Linked DNA regions of Mus musculus: regions 1, 2 and 3 are each linked to region 4. The links are chromatin contacts, called in public Hi-C, HiChIP or PLAC-seq and promoter capture Hi-C maps. All regions are on one chromosome and are shown on one strand. The core of a region is the stretch at or near the end of the contact, and the rest is flanking DNA. Distances in the headings are between cores, read along the strand shown.

Evidence for each region. Promoter capture Hi-C pulls out the DNA fragments that hold promoters and counts their contacts. Hi-C and Micro-C count contacts between places; a contact is called where the count stands out from the background. HiChIP or PLAC-seq counts read pairs in DNA pulled down with a chosen protein or histone mark.
Region 1: a contact with region 4 is called in a Hi-C map of the G1E-ER4 cell line, with 4 times the contacts expected there. The contact joins the enhancer-like site here to the promoter of Wdyhv1 in region 4. A contact is called at or near these places in 5 of 39 promoter capture datasets (the 3T3-L1 cell line, the C10 cell line, cranial neural crest and 1 more), 2 of 484 Hi-C or Micro-C datasets (the G1E-ER4 cell line and immediate neuronal precursor), 4 of 115 datasets of contacts at active chromatin or transcription factors (the 230-238 cell line, large pre-B cells, memory CD8 T cells and 1 more) and 2 of 9 other capture datasets (adipose tissue and macrophages).
Region 2: a promoter capture Hi-C map of hippocampal neurons shows a contact between it and region 4, with 2.2 times the contacts expected there. The contact joins the enhancer-like site here to the promoter of Wdyhv1 in region 4. A contact is called at or near these places in 3 of 39 promoter capture datasets (hippocampal neurons and liver), 3 of 115 datasets of contacts at active chromatin or transcription factors (embryonic forebrain, embryonic limb bud and forebrain) and 1 of 9 other capture datasets (liver).
Region 3: an H3K27ac HiChIP or PLAC-seq map of extraembryonic endoderm stem cells shows a contact between it and region 4. The contact joins the enhancer-like site here to the promoter of Wdyhv1 in region 4. A contact is called at or near these places in 16 of 39 promoter capture datasets (the 3T3-L1 cell line, the HPC-7 cell line, cranial neural crest and 9 more), 1 of 15 datasets of contacts at CTCF or cohesin (the NIH/3T3 cell line), 2 of 484 Hi-C or Micro-C datasets (bone marrow-derived macrophages and nephron progenitors), 28 of 115 datasets of contacts at active chromatin or transcription factors (the 230-238 cell line, T-cell acute lymphoblastic leukemia, acute myeloid leukemia and 20 more) and 4 of 9 other capture datasets (adipose tissue, liver, macrophages and 1 more).

What each region holds. Positions count from the first base shown.
Region 1 is chr15:58,578,303-58,582,302 of GRCm38.p6, reverse strand. It overlaps Fer1l6 (fer-1-like 6 (C. elegans)), which reads right to left. Exons shown (of 41, transcript NM_001370912.1): 17 at 320-439. Among named protein-coding and RNA genes, the nearest start is that of Gm36451, 17 kb to the left of the region's middle. Within about 2 kb of position 2,357, at least 14 of the 459 cell types and tissues checked have an H3K27ac peak or open chromatin away from gene starts, as enhancers often do.
Region 2 is chr15:57,637,291-57,641,187 of GRCm38.p6, reverse strand. The region is part of intron 1 of Gm35682 (a long non-coding RNA gene); the gene reads left to right. Among named protein-coding and RNA genes, the nearest start is that of Gm35682, 21 kb to the left of the region's middle. Within about 2 kb of position 1,832, at least 14 of the 459 cell types and tissues checked have an H3K27ac peak or open chromatin away from gene starts, as enhancers often do. A contact at or near this core is called in hippocampal neurons, where this site is marked.
Region 3 is chr15:58,431,415-58,435,382 of GRCm38.p6, reverse strand. Fam91a1 (family with sequence similarity 91, member A1) reads right to left here. Exons shown (of 24, transcript NM_145959.3): 13 at 2,756-2,868; 14 at 2,403-2,489; 15 at 587-719. Among named protein-coding and RNA genes, the nearest start is that of Fam91a1, 18 kb to the right of the region's middle. Within about 2 kb of position 2,677, at least 18 of the 459 cell types and tissues checked have an H3K27ac peak or open chromatin away from gene starts, as enhancers often do. A contact at or near this core is called in extraembryonic endoderm stem cells, where this site is marked.
Region 4 is chr15:58,139,806-58,143,872 of GRCm38.p6, reverse strand. Wdyhv1 (WDYHV motif containing 1) reads right to left here and starts at 2,507. Exons shown (of 6, transcript NM_029734.2): 1 at 2,292-2,507. The coding sequence starts at 2,380. It overlaps Gm23475 (a small nuclear RNA gene), which reads left to right and starts at 604; the gene lies at 604-665.

The sequences.
Region 1 (4,000 bases), core at 1,108-3,607, 440 kb before region 4:
TTTTAGAAGACACCAGAAAACCTTCCTCACAACTATCCTTAAAATAGATACTGTTTAATCTTTATTGAACATGAGTTTAAATTCTCTTATGCTTGAAAACCCCTCGAGGTTCCCACCATCAACATGCTTGCTTGGACAGTTCTTGTGATAGGGGACATGCGTTTTACTCTGTTGAACACTCTGACTTTATGAGAAATCAACAATCTATATTTGGCTTGATTTTAAATTTTTCTCCTTCCATCCCCAAGCAAATGCTCGCCCTCTCTGGGAAACTTTCTTTCTTCTCTTCCCAATGAGCTTCGCCTGTAGCGTTGATTACCTCATCCACAAGAAAGTGGATTTTCTCCACAAAGTTCTGAGCTTCTCGGATCATCTCATCAAGAGAGAGCTTCTTCTTCTGTTGCCGAATGACCCCTTCAGCCTCGTCGGCCATTGCCTTCTAAAAAAGGACAAGAATTGTGGTGTAGATCTTTCCGGAAGTCTAGGCAACAGACCCTGCCTTGCGCTGGATCGTCCTGAGGTGTTTGCAAGTCCCACACTAAGGCACTACTCTCTGGACTGGCTTTGGGTCTGACATCGTGCACATTGACTATTGAACAGAAATGACAAAGGAGTTCGATTCACTCATCTCACCCTCTCTGGAAAGCTTTCTTCCCCATATCCTCAGTGAGCTTTGCCTGTAGAGTTGATTACCGAGTCCACAAGAAATCTACCACAGTAAAGACAGTAGGTACCATCTCTGCCTTGGTAGATAGATGAGATGTTTGAGACCTAGGAAGTGCAGAAGCGTGTCCAGACCATGTGACTATGAGACAGTCGCTGAACTAAGCTCCCTGGTGCTTAATAAGAACTCTAATAACAACAGCTAAGCTGTGTTGAGTTATTACTCTATGCCTGCAATTTTCTTTCATTACTCTTCGTAGTGACCTTCTGAGGTGGGTACCAAGATTTCCATTTTAAGGTGAAAAAAAAAAAAAAGCCACACAGCTCCTGGGCCCGATCTCCAGATCAGTCCAGAATGTATGTCCCTTTCTCAACTTAGAACTATGAAGGATGCTTCCAGCCAAAGGTGCCATCTGAGAAACATCTGCGTTAAATGCCAAACACCATCATTTTATAACCCAGACATGGTGGTACACCTCTGTAACTCCAGCACCTGGGAGGGAGGCCATCCTCAACTACATAAAGAAAGTTTGAGCTCAGCCTGGGCTACATGAGACCATGCCAAGAAAGGAAGGATTAGAGGATGTCCTTCCCAGTGAGGCATATGGGATGGGGAGGAAATCTGAGAGTAGGAGAGAGGACTAGTTAAAGCCAGATGTCAACTTTGAGATGCCTTCATGCTTCTGCCTTTGGGAGATGTGGGATCAGCCTTGTGTTAGGTATTGTAAGACATGGAGGGACATGGAGGAGGAGGGCACAGGGAGGGACAGAGGAAGGGAGGAAAGAAGCAAAGGCAATACTTACTTTTACTCATTCATTCCACCTATACTTACAGGATTTGTTTAAAAATAAAAACAGTCTTTACAGTACCTTCTAAGGCCCTGTGAGCTGGCTGTGCTTTTCTATCTGTCTCATAGCGTTCTCTCCTCTCCCACTGTGCCCCAGACTCATGGCTCCTCAAGAGATCCTGGGGCATGCCAAGGCTGCTCTACCCTAAGGCTATAACACACAGATCTTATTGCACAAATGTTCTTTCTAGACTTCATGTAGCTTCGGTTTAAACGTCGCCACGGAATTATAGGTTGTCAAATATTTTCCTGTTCTCTGTGGGTTTGGCGAGTTTCCCTTCATAATCACAACCTAAGATTATTTTTATGTCTGTGTCGTTTGCCTGCCTGCATTCTGTCTTCTCCTGTCCAATCTGCAGTTGGACAGGGGGTTCCTGCCTTGTCCTTATCCTGAACAACCATTGTGACATACGGTACCTCCTGGGCACACAGAGGGTAGTAAGTAAGTTCAGAATGAATAAGCAAGGCCATTTATGGATTCCTCAGGGACAAACACTAAGAACTTTCAGCTTTGTGTTCCTAGCACTTTGTCTGTGCCCAACATATAAGAAGCCTTCTGGTAATGCTGACCAAAAGAATGAATACCTGCTGTCTGCCAGGTACCGAGAACACAGCTGTACACTATGGTTCTTTTGACAGTTTTGTGAAATGAAAGCAATATATACAAATAAATGTATAAAGCCTCATGAGATCAGACACGGGGGAAGCCAAGCTTCCCGGAGGATCTCAATCTGACCTGACCCATATGGAATCCATCAGTCAGTAATTAAACAAATGACAGCCCTGACAGAGGGAGCAGTCACATGTGCAGATATACAAGCAGCAAGCGTCCAGCTGGTCAGAACACAATTCCAGAGTGAGGGCACACTGCAGGACAAGGCCACAATGCTAGGTCATACACTGTTTGCTCTGCATGCCGTGCAAAGGGAATCCAGACTTTATTAACATCGACAAACTTCAGTGATTTGCTAAGAACAAGTAATCACCTTGCATTTTGTTTTAAAAGCCATTTTGATTCTTGAATGGAAGATAAGCTAGAGGAAGTCTACTGCAAAGTCTATACCAGAGGTTCTCAGGGGCTCGAGTAGTGAAGTAAGTTCTGGAATGCTTAAGGGGGAGAATCAACAGGATCTAGGGTTGCACGGATGGTTTAAAATGAGGGATTAAAAAGTCACCATTGATCACAGGCTTGTGGTTGAATCAGTAAGTACAGCTGGGTATCCCAATACAGGAAGGAGAAGAAAGTTGGGAAAGGTGTAGATCGGTAGAAGATACTGAGTGGGAAGTGTTCCAAGACATCTGGTTTCCTTTAGGAGGCAAGAGATACTGCCCTAGAGACAAGAGACGTGAGACTAAGATGGTGACGTTTTATTGGCAACTCAATTAAATACCTTGGGCATTGATGAATCACAGCTTTGAGTAAGTACGTGGGGGGGTTTCTAAGGAGGAGAGAAGAGCTAAGCCTGAATGGCTGGGCTGGTCACTGTCATCTGCTGAGAAACCTAATCTGAATAAAAGGGAGGAAGCCCACCGAACATTGTCATCCTTCTCTCTGCTTCATGATCTATGAGATGGGAAGTGCCTCAGCTACACACTCCCTCAGCCATGCACACCACCACCCCTGTCCTGCCATGACTGAGCATTAACCTTTCAAAGCCCAGCCGGAATAAACCCTTTCACTGTGGTGAGAAGAGTAACAAATACAAGGCACTATAAAGACACTGATGTTGTGGACTTGGTCCAGCCAGAGTTGGTAGGCAAGAAGCAGGCAGAGCTCTGCCGAGAATATGCAATGGAGTCAAGGCATAGGCAGCATAGTCAACTAGAGGACCAGAGGGAGGACCAAGCAGGAAGACCTGGAGGATGATGGAAGCCAGCTTCCGTGAACATCCTAGGGGACAGGCAATAAATATTCTAGAAAGAAAGATGAAGGAAGGGTTTAGCTTTAGCCTCTGGACTTGGATTAGTTAGGGTTTTAAAAAAATTGATCTTTCTGAATCCTGATCATATCTTTTAATCCCCCTGACACAAGTCAAATATTAAGAGATTTCTATTAATAGAATTATCACAGCGTTGCCCAAATGTCCCTTGTGTGTTATTGGTGGGACTTTACAGTCAGATATTTCAGGGTCTGTCTGACTTGGGCTGGCATTTTTCAGCCATCACTCATTCCACAAGGACTGAGCATCTGTAAGGTATCTTTAAGCATCTACAAACACCGTGCTAGTAGGCAGGGCACAGAGGGGCATCAGTAGCCACCTGTCCTCCAGAAGTCTGGCAACCCTTAACCCGGATTTTCAGTGGGGAGAGAGGAGAAAATTGTTACTTCTTTTAGCTTCTTGTTTGTGGGACAGACATCAAGGTGAAAGAATCTAGCAGCCTAGCCTTGAAAGGAAAATGTGTGTGCATGGTTTATCTGCATGTGTAATGACGGCTGGGGCCAGAAGAGGGCAGCAAATCTTCCGGATCTGACAGTTGTGAGCCTCCAT
Region 2 (3,897 bases), core at 583-3,082, 500 kb after region 4:
GGGCGGGCTTTGGGGTCTCTATGGTCAAGCCAGGCCTACTGGCTCAATTTTCTTCTTGCTGCCTGTGCATCAAGATGTGGAACTCGTAGCTACCTTGCCAGCACCATACCAGCTGCATGCTGCCATGCTTCCTGCTATGATGATAATGAATTAAACCTATAAACTATAAGCCAGCCCCACTTAAATGTTTTCCTTTATAATAGTTGCTGTGGTCATGGTGTCTTCTTATTGCAATAGAACACTAAGAGTGTTTGTGGAACATCTTTCAGACTCCTTTCTGATCAATGTGCTTCTTCAGGTTCAGGCTTTTGAATTCTGAAAGCTAGGTCTCTAGGATTGTTCTTTTTAGTGAAGACTACAGTTGCCAATGAATTCCTTGGGTTTTGCTGTTCAAGTGGAACCAGAAGATTTGTTAAGCTCTAACTTTCCTGCCTTTCTGAAGACAGTGTAAACTGAACCCATGCAGTTGTGTTGATGTGAAGACCCTCTATCAGTCAACTAAGGAAGACAGGCTGATAAACTCTAAGGAGCTTTCTCCTTCAGAGTCAAGGCTGAGCCTGCAGGTTTTACATCCACCATGTTCCTCAGAGCTGACTCTGTCCCAGGGATAAGAGGGCAACCTTCAGAAGCAGGCAAGCAAAGGGAACAGTGACATATTCCTGGGACTCCATCTGGTTTTGGATTATGCACACCTTCCTTCTCATTATGCTTATTCCCTGCATGTAGTGTGCATACATCCCTCTCCAAGCAATGCCTCTAACAACCCCTGACTTGCATCTGCACAGGGCTGCAGGTGTACTCTTCCAAACAAAAGGGTACATTTCTCCTCTCCTAACAACGATCAAACTGAGTTTCTGTTAAAATATTTTCTCAATGTATCCGGTTTTGAAGACTAGAAAGGCCAGTTTTGGCTGAATCGATTTTGGATTCATGTAGAGTAAGGCACAACTGGGACCTCAGTTGTGTACTCTTCGGGAGAAGCATCGTTTTACCATGGAACGCCTATGCACAAGTGTGTGGGCATATGATTAAAATCAGATGCGTTATGGGAAAGGACACAAAAACCCCTAGCCTTTCAATCAAAACAGAGGATCACCTTACTATCTATGCCTGTTAGTAAGCAAACCCCTCCTCCTGAGCTCCATAAAGGGAAGCTTCAAACAGTAGCCGGCTGCTAATTTCAACGGCGTATTCCTAATCTGTGTATCGCTTGCCTCTGGATAAAGTTTTCTTGCTACTTTTGCTAATCTGGTCTAGCTCTTACTTTCCTTTCTTTGGATAAGAGGCCAAGAACCTAGAAACACCCATCTTAGACCCTGGGTGCTGGCTACACTTTGTCAAATAAAGACCCGCTCCACCGGTCTTTCTTTGATGCCAGCTTTGTGACCTAAGTATGTGAGGTCAATGCCTCTGTGTCATGAGATCAGCTAAGCCCCTGCCCTGGTTTTGGCTTTGGTTTCTCTTTCCTCTCTAAGAAGTGTCTCTGGGGCCCCTTTCAACTCTACAGTTTTCTAACACTCAGGAGAAGATGTTTTTTGGGCTTGGGAAGCAGCGTGCCTTGGAGGTTTGGGTCTTGACTTATTCTGTTTGAAGACTGCTCTAATTTATTGGTCCTGGTAATGATGCTGAAAACATAAACCCAGAAAGCAGCGACTGAGATTCCATTTTCCCGTCCAAATTCGGTGCTTAAATAAAATTCAGTCGCATGGAGCAAACACGGAAGAGTAGAAATGGATAGGGTTTCTCCTGTCTTTGGGTCCCAGAGGAGGCTGTTAACAGCAGGATCTCTCTCCAACCATATGGGCTTCTGGCTTAGAGAGCCAAATAGGCTCAGAATAGAGAAACCAGTTGCCTAAATCAGGCTTGCCTGCTTGCTGTGACGTTAGCTTATTCTCCCAAGTGACTATAGCTGGGAGACCAGGCAAAGATGGGGAAGATTAACCACACTGAGAGGCTCTCAGACGGGAACTGATTGGCCTGATGCTTCCAGTCTCAGCTCAGGGCCGGTTGGGAATACAGCATTCGCTGACTGTGGATGTGAGACTTTCCCCTAGAGCAGGGACAGTGCAGAGGTTGCTGGCACAGGGGTAGACAGCAGGCTATCTCCCTTCAGAGTTCCGTCAACTTTTTAAGTGCTATAAACAGTCTCAACTCTCATCTGCCACCATGCTTTCCTTATGGGAAACAGCCTTGGCTTCTCTGGTGAGTTTCTGTCCTTATTCCTCCACTCTTAGCGTCCATCTTTTGGAAGGACAGTGCAGTGGGGTGAAAGAGTCATGGCCTTTGGACTCAGTCTTGGTCCTATTGCTCATGACAGCAGGGACTTTTATGCATTTATTGACCATCCTAAGCTTCTGTTTCCCACTTTTGAGATGGGTACAGTCATGGCAAACACAGCATTACTGAGAGAATTGGATGAAGTACAAAGGGTTTATTTGATGAATCAAACCACCAAGAACAAAACATATACAAAGTAATGTTATTCCTTCCTTCCTGTCCTACTGATCATACTTTATATTTCTTATGTCTTAGAATTTGGAGAAACACACACACACATACAACATACACACACACACACACACACACACACACACACACACACACACACACAGGTCTAGGATCAACCCTAGCCCTTTGAAGGTACCTGGGCTGAGTCACTGTGCAGTATGAGGAGCATGATGCTCTTCAGGAATTGCAGAACAGGATTTTTCTACCCTCAGCCTAGCGTTGTTGCTGTTCCTTTCCTTGGATCTGAAAGCCAGGCCATTGTTAGCAATTTTAGTCAGCCATAGGCTAGGTGCTTCACCAAAATTTTTGCATTGGATCCCATCCATGTTCTCAGATATCTCCACAGGTAACTTAACAGGAGGAGAGGCCTCTTCTAGGCTTGAGGGGGGAGAGATGGATAAAGACAGCTGGGAACCAGAAGGACCAGGTCAGACTTGAGAGACTGTCTGCTGGGTTTCTCAATCCCCTTTAGCAACGCTGAGGCAGAGAGACAGGTAGCCAGTCTGAGAAGCACTTGGTGACTAAAATCCAAGACATTGGGTCATTCTAAGGTGATGGCATCAAGCGAATTGTGCCCATCTGTGGGGTGTGGTGGAACTGGTGTTTGTGCTGAGAATGGCTGTTGGGAGTCTTCTCCTGCTTCTCCCTCCTAATTATATTTCACAAAGACTCTCAACCTGTGTCTTCTCAGGTTACCCCAGAAAGCATCAGTGGACAACTCAGGTATAGCGCCAGGCTTCTAGTGTGTCTTTGCTATAAGGTTGCTCTTTGGCCCATGGAGGCTTAACCTCACACGGAGTAGGCAGGGCCAGAAAGCTAATGGCGCTGTCTCTCTCCTCAGTATAGAAGGGCAGCCATCAGTAGCTCAGATGGCCACTGATGGGTCAGTTCTGAGGTCGTCCTGCTCTGTTCTTTGAGTGTCTCCTGTGCAAGGGGACCCAGTGTCTACAGTGACCACACACTTAGCATGTCCTTTGGCTACTTTCCCCGGTTCCTCCTCTGTGCTCACCCTACAGCATAAATCAGATGGACCCAAACCCTTGGGTGAGAGTCCGATTCTGTGGGGGAAGTAAGTAGATGTATTTCTCCAGGCTCATCTGGCTCAAGGGAGTTTTACATCATGTCTACATATGTTACGTGAGGCATAGCAGATAGTATTCTCTGGGGATACATAATGGAGTTTTCTATAATTTCACTGTGGGAGCAATCTCTCTCCTGGAATGAATATATATACATACATACATACATACATACATACGTGTGTGTGTGTGTGTGTGTGTGTGTGTGTGTGTGTGTGTTCACATGGTGGTGAAATGCAGTTCTCAACGTGTACGTGTGGGGAAGGTGTTAGAAGTCACTGCCAGTAGACCACTGTGTTCTGTGCAGATG
Region 3 (3,968 bases), core at 1,428-3,927, 290 kb before region 4:
CTACCCACCCAAGCCTACATCTTTTCTTTCTTTCTCTATCTTATTAGTATGCAAACAGGCATCTTAAAATAATGACAAAATAAAATACAATCAAACTGGAATAGGATGAAACAAACAAAAGAAGGAAAAGTATAAAAAACATATACAGACATGGAAAAACACACGTTCACACATTCAGGAAACCCATAAAAATGCAATACCAGACACCATAATACATATGCAAGCGACATGCAAGGGGGAAAAAAATAAATAAATAAAAATCATGTTCATACAAAGGATGTCCAGACAAAGGACTATGAAGTGTCCACTGAGTTGATTTTGTGTTGACCATCTACTGAGCTGTGAAGTCTAACAGCTTCAGGAATAACTACTTCTATAGCCTTTCTGTAAGTCCTAAGCAGATTTAACAAATGTCAGTAATACAGGAGAAGAGAAGAGGAGAGTGAAAGGAGAGAAACAGCTGATAAGGTACTCAGAGAGCAGGCTTCCAGCTACAGGTCCTGTGTGCCAGCGACAGCATGTCTGAAACAGTGTCTGACAAATAAGGAGATGGGGAAGATGATCACTGCTGTGTCTCCTTCCGTACCATAGTTGGGCTGGTCTGGCTGAGAGGTCTGAGCCACCAGATCCTTATTATGACGCAGGAAGAGGATAGTGTTCCTCAGAGTAAGTGCGTGGTCAAAGTATCTCTGTGCTTCTCCTTCACCAGTGCTCTGAACCTAAACCAAGAGAAAACAGATTTTCTTTAAACACCACTCTCATGCTATTCACACTAATAATCATGTAACTAACACAGGTTATTAAATTATTAGATATTAAAAAACAATAACAACAACACCAAAACTAAAACTGTAATTCAAAAACTTGCCCAGGAAATACTGAAGCCAATCACCTCACCCAACTGTGAGTAAGTCCCATCATCTAAAGGATGACTGGGAGGCCTCCAAGTACAACAATTTTAACAACGGAATAAACCAGAGTAGCACAGTTTATAAGCTTTGTGTCCTCTGTATGATTCAAAGAGGGAAAAGTTCCAAAGCCAGTTCTGCTTCATTCAAAAAAAGCATACAAGAATAATCAGATCAGAACATGAAGTGTACAGTAAGAGATAAAAACCATAACTAACAAAACATCTGGAAGAATAAGGAATGGAGATTACAAACACAAAACCAATTGGTAGGTATTATGTTGAGGTTTGGTCTGTTGCTCTTTATTGTACCACTAAATACTGGCCCAAGGGCTGCCCAGGGACAAGAGAATCCACGTGTACACCAAGTGGTGCTATGTGACCTTGCTTCTTAATTGAGAACTACTGACTGAATAAAGATGCCCACAGCCTATTGCTGGGAAGAAGAGAGGGAGGCCGAGTTTGGGTTCCCAGGCTTGGGGTCTGAAGAGAACCATGAGGGGAGGGGGTGCAGGGGAGAGAGAAGGTGGGGAGAGAAGATGCCATGGGACATGTGAGTCATGAACACACCGCCATGAGCACTGGCCAATGGGGGTTAAGAGCTGCCCACATGGAACAAGGCAAGTTATAACTCAGCATTATTAGTGAGGAAGGGGGTTTTAGTAGCTTAGAGGATAGATATATGCCTAGCTCTAATGCGTTAAAGGCTTATTATAAATATAAAAGTTGTATGTCTTTTATCTGGGAACTGAATGATCAAAGGATGGATAGAAACCCCCAACTGACATTAAACATTTATTACAACAGTATTATTTCATATATTTTTTGCACTAATGAATATAAAATTCCTATGGAATAGTAAAAACCTATTTATTTATGACTAAAGGAATTACAAAACCACTACAAATTCTCTAAATTGAACATTTAACATATAAAATTCATAACTAAACCACAAAAATCTACTTAAACTATTAGCCAGGTTGCAGGTCTGACAAAGAGAACACAAAGACCAGGGGCCAGGATGAAAGCAGTGAGAAGCAGCAGCAGCGTGAGGGACTGGGCTCACTCACTCACAGGGAGAGACAATACAGCAGGCATAACTATAACACTCAGGAACACCGCTCCACATTAAAAACAACAGGAACAAAAACTTAAATAACAACAGCCTCAGACCTTACCTCAGTCCTATCAAATTAAAAATAATAAAAGGCTAGATAGAAAAGATTATAGACAGTACACGGGCTAAAATATCTCTACCCTGTTTCTCAGCATATCAAATCATATTAGAAGTTAGTCATGTCACCTTACAAATCACAGAACTCATTCACTCCTTCACTGTGCTGACGTCTAAAGAGCTCCACAGGAGAAGATGGGGTAGAGCAGAGACAGGAAGCAGCAGGAATATCCCAAGCTCCAGGACAAGGAGCATGTACACTGGAGAGCCGCCCTGGTGTGCAGTAGGAAAGGTCCCAGACGGGCAGCCCAGGGCACTCACCTTCTCTAATTCTATAAGGAAGCTGTCCAGAGACTCATCTGAGAGTTTGCCTACTTCAAACATGGTGACTGCGTGGCTTTTCAAGTTCTGCAAAAAGAAGCACATTATTAAACTCTGCTTTTCCTTTTTTTATGCTAACAACATTTACTATGCTTCTACTACATTAAAACTGAAGGACAGGCAACGTGAGCGTGTGCTTCACTCCTCATTGGACACTCACACTGCTCACAGGAATGTAACACAGCTGGCTGCTTTCAGGACCTGTTCTAATCTTAAAGACATTTGCACAGCAGCAAATGACTTTATATCTTATCTTTACTGAAACCTCGTTACACCCACAGCATACCACTCACCGGTGAAAGGTTTCCCATCATTAAGAATGCAGTCAGAGTGGAGTCAAACAGGAATGCAATTCGCTTTGTGTACCCAGTGGACAGACTCAAACTGCTCACACTGGCCGTGTCAGCTGAAAGAAAAAAATGAAATATGGAATCAAGTCAATGAAAGCCTTCTTTGCTTATCTTCTGAACTAAGTTTTTGCTTCAGCTTTATCTGAACAGCCAAACAAACTTAATTAAATATAACCAATACCATAGTCTTAAGATATTCAAGTATTTTGCATCAGGGTCTCACTATGTAGCAAGGACTGGCCTTGAATTCCAATCCTCCTGCATCTAGCTCCCTGGTACAAAGATTACAGATATGTACCATTTCTTTCTTTCTTTTTTTTTTTTTTAAGACATTTAGATTTGTGTTCTTGCGCTAGTTTGTCAAATCAAACTGATACAAGCCAGGATCACTGAAGAAGGGAGAATCTCAATTGAGAAAATATCTCTGAGACACTAGCCTGAAGGCACATAAGTGGGGCATTTTCTTGACTACTGATTGATGTGGGAGGGCCCAGCTCTGTGCAGATGGTCCTGGGAAGTATGAGAAAGAGCTGGAGCCTGGGGAGCAAACCAGTGAGCAGCACTCCTCAGGGGCCTTTGCCTGAACTCCTGCTTGTTTCTGTCTTGGCTTCCCTTCACAACGGGCTGTGAGCTGGAAGCTCAAATAAACCCTTTTCCTCCTCAAGTTGCTTTTGGTCTTGGTGTTTTATCAGAGCAAGAGAAAAGCCTACAAGCACAGTTAATTTCCTTGAAAACCATAAACAAACATCCTTGGTAATCATCAGCTCAATAAGCACTACCAACAGGCTTATGTTCCTGAGTGTGTGGCCCAGGTGACAGGCAGAACAGGAGAAAGGCCAGCCCAGGCTCCGAGTACCCTCAGCGTCTCCCTTTGGCCTTAGCTGGCACTCTCTCTCTGGCTAACATGGCCTTTCCTGTGTGACCAGTGAATTCACAGCCGCTCTAACCACATCCTATTCCTGAAGGCAAAGGTTGGGACTTTGTTTATTTTTGCAGCCCCAGACACTACGACTATTTATGTTGGGGGGCTATACTCCATCCCTTCCTCCCTCAACTTAACTTCCTGACAGTAAATGCCACGTTCTTATTTGTCCTATACCTTCGGTGTTCACAACACTGGTAAGGACTCAGACTGCACACCACATAGGAAGCCAAA
Region 4 (4,067 bases), core at 1,258-3,757:
CAGCTACTCTATATGACACAGATTTCTGAGTTCAAGCCTGGAACAGATCAAATTTAGGTCCAGGAGTGGTCAGAATGGTAATCTCCGGACAAGGTCCCAACTAGCTAAATTTACAAAAGCAGCCAGATCTCTGAATTCTTTTACAATGCTAAAAAAAGGGGGAGAAAATCTGCTTGTAGTCTCCTAAGAATTAAGGGCCTGGGGTCACAGGATTCATAGGATAATCAAAGGGGAACCTGGAGGTTGAGAACAGCTCTTCAAGAATTTTCTTTTTTCTTTCTTTCTTCCCGCCCTCCCCCACACCCTCCCAGGGTTTCTCTCAGTAGCCCTGGCTGTCCTGGAACTCTGTAGACCAGGCTGGCCTTGAACTCAGAAATCCGCCTGCCTCTGCCTCCCAAGTGCAGGGATCAAAGGCGTGCGCCACCAAGCCCGGCTAAGAATTTTTTTCTAACAGGATTTGGAACATGGTGGGACAATGTAAGGAGGGCGACCACAGCTCTTTCAGATCTTTTCTTAGCTCTTTTAGAATTTTCTCTAATAAGATTTACTGACACAGCTCTGTTAGCATGTCTCCTAGCAGCTAAACAGAAAAAGCTGGCAGAAGAGTGAACACAGCTCTTTTAGAATTTTTTTTCTGGCTTTCTGATTTTGATCAGAAAACCCAAGAATTACTTTTTGAGTATTTCTAACAGGATTTCTGACTTGGTCAGCAAACCCATGAGCTATCCAAAGAGCTTTTAGAACTTTTAATAGCAGAGAGAGCTGTCTTGAGCAGAAAGCTAGCTGTTTCAACCAAAAAGTTTTCAGAATAGCAAGAAAAAGCTGTCTCAAGCAGACACAGAGAGAGCAGTCTAGAAAGCCACATCAGCGGAACATAGACCACCAGCATGGACCAACAATTTGACTTCAAGTAGTTTTCACTGCTCCCAAACACCCCTTCTTTCAGAAACCCGGTCCCAGCTGAGGCCAGTCCTTGGCACTGCCAGGAAATTTATCTACCTTGTTTACTGCTCTATCCTCTGTGCATAGAATCAACCAACATACATTTCACATCCCTACGAAATATTTACTAAATAAATGGAAGACACAGAGTAAATGTTCCAGATAAAAACTAGCAGGATTTGGAAACCAGGCGGAGCAGATCTATAATGCAACAGCTAAAAAAGAAGGACTCCCAACCACCATGTAGACTCCAGATCTCATTCCACTTAGTTGTGTGGTCTGGGACAAACCACAACCATTCTATAGTTCAGCCTTTGTAGTGTCAATAATTACCACAGAACCTGTCTCCAAGACATCGCTCTACCACCCCCTGTTCTCAATCTGTGGGTCATGGCGTTGAATATCAGATATTTACACTACGATTCTTAACAGTAGCAAAATTAGTTGTGAAATAGCAACGAAGTTTTTACAGCTGTGGGTCACCACAACAAGAAGATCTGTATTAAAGGGTCACAGCCCTGGAAGATTGAGAACCAGGGCAAGCACTTGGACTTGAGCTAAAGTGGTCACTGGTCAGTCACAGCTGAATGCTAAGTTCTTAGAGTCCTTGTTTGAGTGACCAGCTAGAGTTGAGAGGAGTCTATTTAAATGATCCTGAGGTTTCTCCTGAGTTGGGATAGCAGTCCCTACACAAAAGGAAGATGAGGCCTAGGGACAAAAAAGGCAAGGTGAACGGTGTTTGCACAAGCAGCCTAGGACACTAACCTCACAATCCCGGGGCCTTGTGTAAAACAGCAGCACACCCTTCAGTACCTCAGAGTTCTTCCAAGCTGCAATCACACCAGTACCTACCTCTTGGGATTACTGTGAGGTTCAACTGAGTTAATTTACACCATGCACGCAAAACAATGCCTAGCATATGGCAAGGATGGTGCAAATGCAACCATTATCATATGGCCAGTAAGGTAATGCCAGTAAGGTAATCAGGGTAGCCAGTTGCCTGAACTGGATTTCCTACTACCACAAATTCTGTGTCTCCATTGTCTTTAAAATTATAAAGACGTATACTTCAACCTGAATCAATGCAGACTTCAACAGTTACCATTGGGTCTCCAGCCTAACTCCCCTCCCTCCCTTGTCCCTATGCACTAAGACGCCCCGACTTCACCCCACTGCTCAGGCTCAGCTAAGGAGACCAGAAATGCGTTCCCCACCCTCCTCATCCCGGCGCTAAACCCGGGCAGTGTAGGCCAGCAGCAGCACTCAGGGGAGCATCCAGGAGAGGGGCGCATTGGTGGCGGCGCGCGAAACCGCGCAGATTCCCGGGGTCCGCGCCCGCGCTCTCTCACCAATAGCAGCTGTTGTAGACACATGCGTCCCGCGTAGGACAGACCGGCTGGTACTGCGGGGCCGTGGCGGCGGGGCCGTCCCCCTCCATGACCCGAAGCTGTGGCTCACAGGTCAACTAAACAACCCGCTGGCCGCAATTGTCGCCAGTCTCCCAGGAGGAGAGGACAACAGAGTAGGCGGCCAGGACAGTTTCCGGGTGGGAGAGCCGAGAGCCGGGTGGGCGGGGCCCCGTGCAGCGTGAGGGCGGAGCCCGGGATGACGAAGCCTGCGTGGTTCCGGGTGGGCGGGGCCTGAGAGAATGAGTGGGATCTGAGGGGGGTGGGGGTGGGGCGAGGCTGGTGGAGAGGGGGCTGGGAATGCGAATCTTAGGATGACTTGAACTGTGTAGTTCTTGCCAGGTTTTGCGTGGTGGGTGGAGCCTGTGGCAGAGCGGGATGCACTTAGAGGCTTCCCTCTCGCCCCGCCCCCCCCACCACCCGGACCCCAAACCGAACCTGTTCTTGAGCTACGCTGCGTAGACCTAGTCGCCCTCCCATGGAGGGATTGCTTGTGTTGTTGCCAGTGTTTAGATATGAGCTTCCGGATACACTTAAAACTCCAGCTAAGGTTGCCCGCTGTGTGAAACCAGAAGAAACTCTAAACTAAGAGATGCTTGGGCACGCACGAAAGCTGAACCTTTAGAGCAGGAACTGAGAAAGAAAGGCGAACGGGGGGGGGGGGGGGGGGTGTTAGTGCAGTGCACCCAGATCTCACCATATTGTAATTTAATTTCTTCTCATCTGGATCTCTCTCCCTCTCCGTGTGTGTGTGTGTATTTTAAAGAAAAAAAGTTTTAACCAGGTGTGGTGACAGACACCTAAAGTCCTTGCATGCAGGAGACTGAAGCAGGAGGATTGCTTCTAATGCAAGGTGATCCTAGACTACAAAAGAATTTTTCTTTTAAAAAAAAAAAGATTTAAAGAGTCTGGATAGCATTTTGTGTTAATCATATTTATTTTCAAAAGAGAAGACACCAAATTGCTAAAACAGTGTTTATGCATAGTGAATTAAAGACATAGAGAACTGTCTCTATAGACATCCCAGTCTCCTGTGTGTGCCTTAAGTGCTCAGAGAACCTCCCTGCAAACGCTGGACTTCTTAAGATTAGATTATAGGCCACCCACAGACTCTCAGCCTTCTGAGACCCCAACCCCATAAAGTGCTGTGCTGGTGGTATTCTGGTGAACTTCAGCTGCTGTCCAAAACCCATAAATCCTACAAACTAAACATGTGTTTGTGTCTGTTACCAATTTATTGTTTCAGCTTGAATACTCCCTTCAACAGAGGCTGGGAGGCAGGGAGTGGCAGTCATGAAGCCTCTCTTGGTTAGTACAAAGTGAGTGTGAAGTTAAGCTTTCTCAGTAGAAGGATGGAAAGAGATTGCAAGGGAAAGAGGATCCCTGCAGTTTCTAGAAGGGACCAGAGCTAGTTGTGTGATCATCCTGCCCTCCAGTGGAGTCAGCTCTGGACAGACACCAGAACTTGGGGAAGCCTGCTTGCAGTTGTGTGTGGACAGCAATGGCCTTCTGTCTTAATCAGGGTTTCTATTCCTGCACAAACATCATGACCGAGAAGCAAGGAAAAGCAAGTTGGGGAGGAAAGGGTTTATTCAGCTTACACTTTCACATTCCTGTTCATCACCAAAGGAAGTCAGGAAGCAGGAGCTGATGCAGAGGCCATGGAGGGATGTTACTTACTGGCTCGCTTCCCCTGCCTTGCTCAGCTTGCTTTCTTAT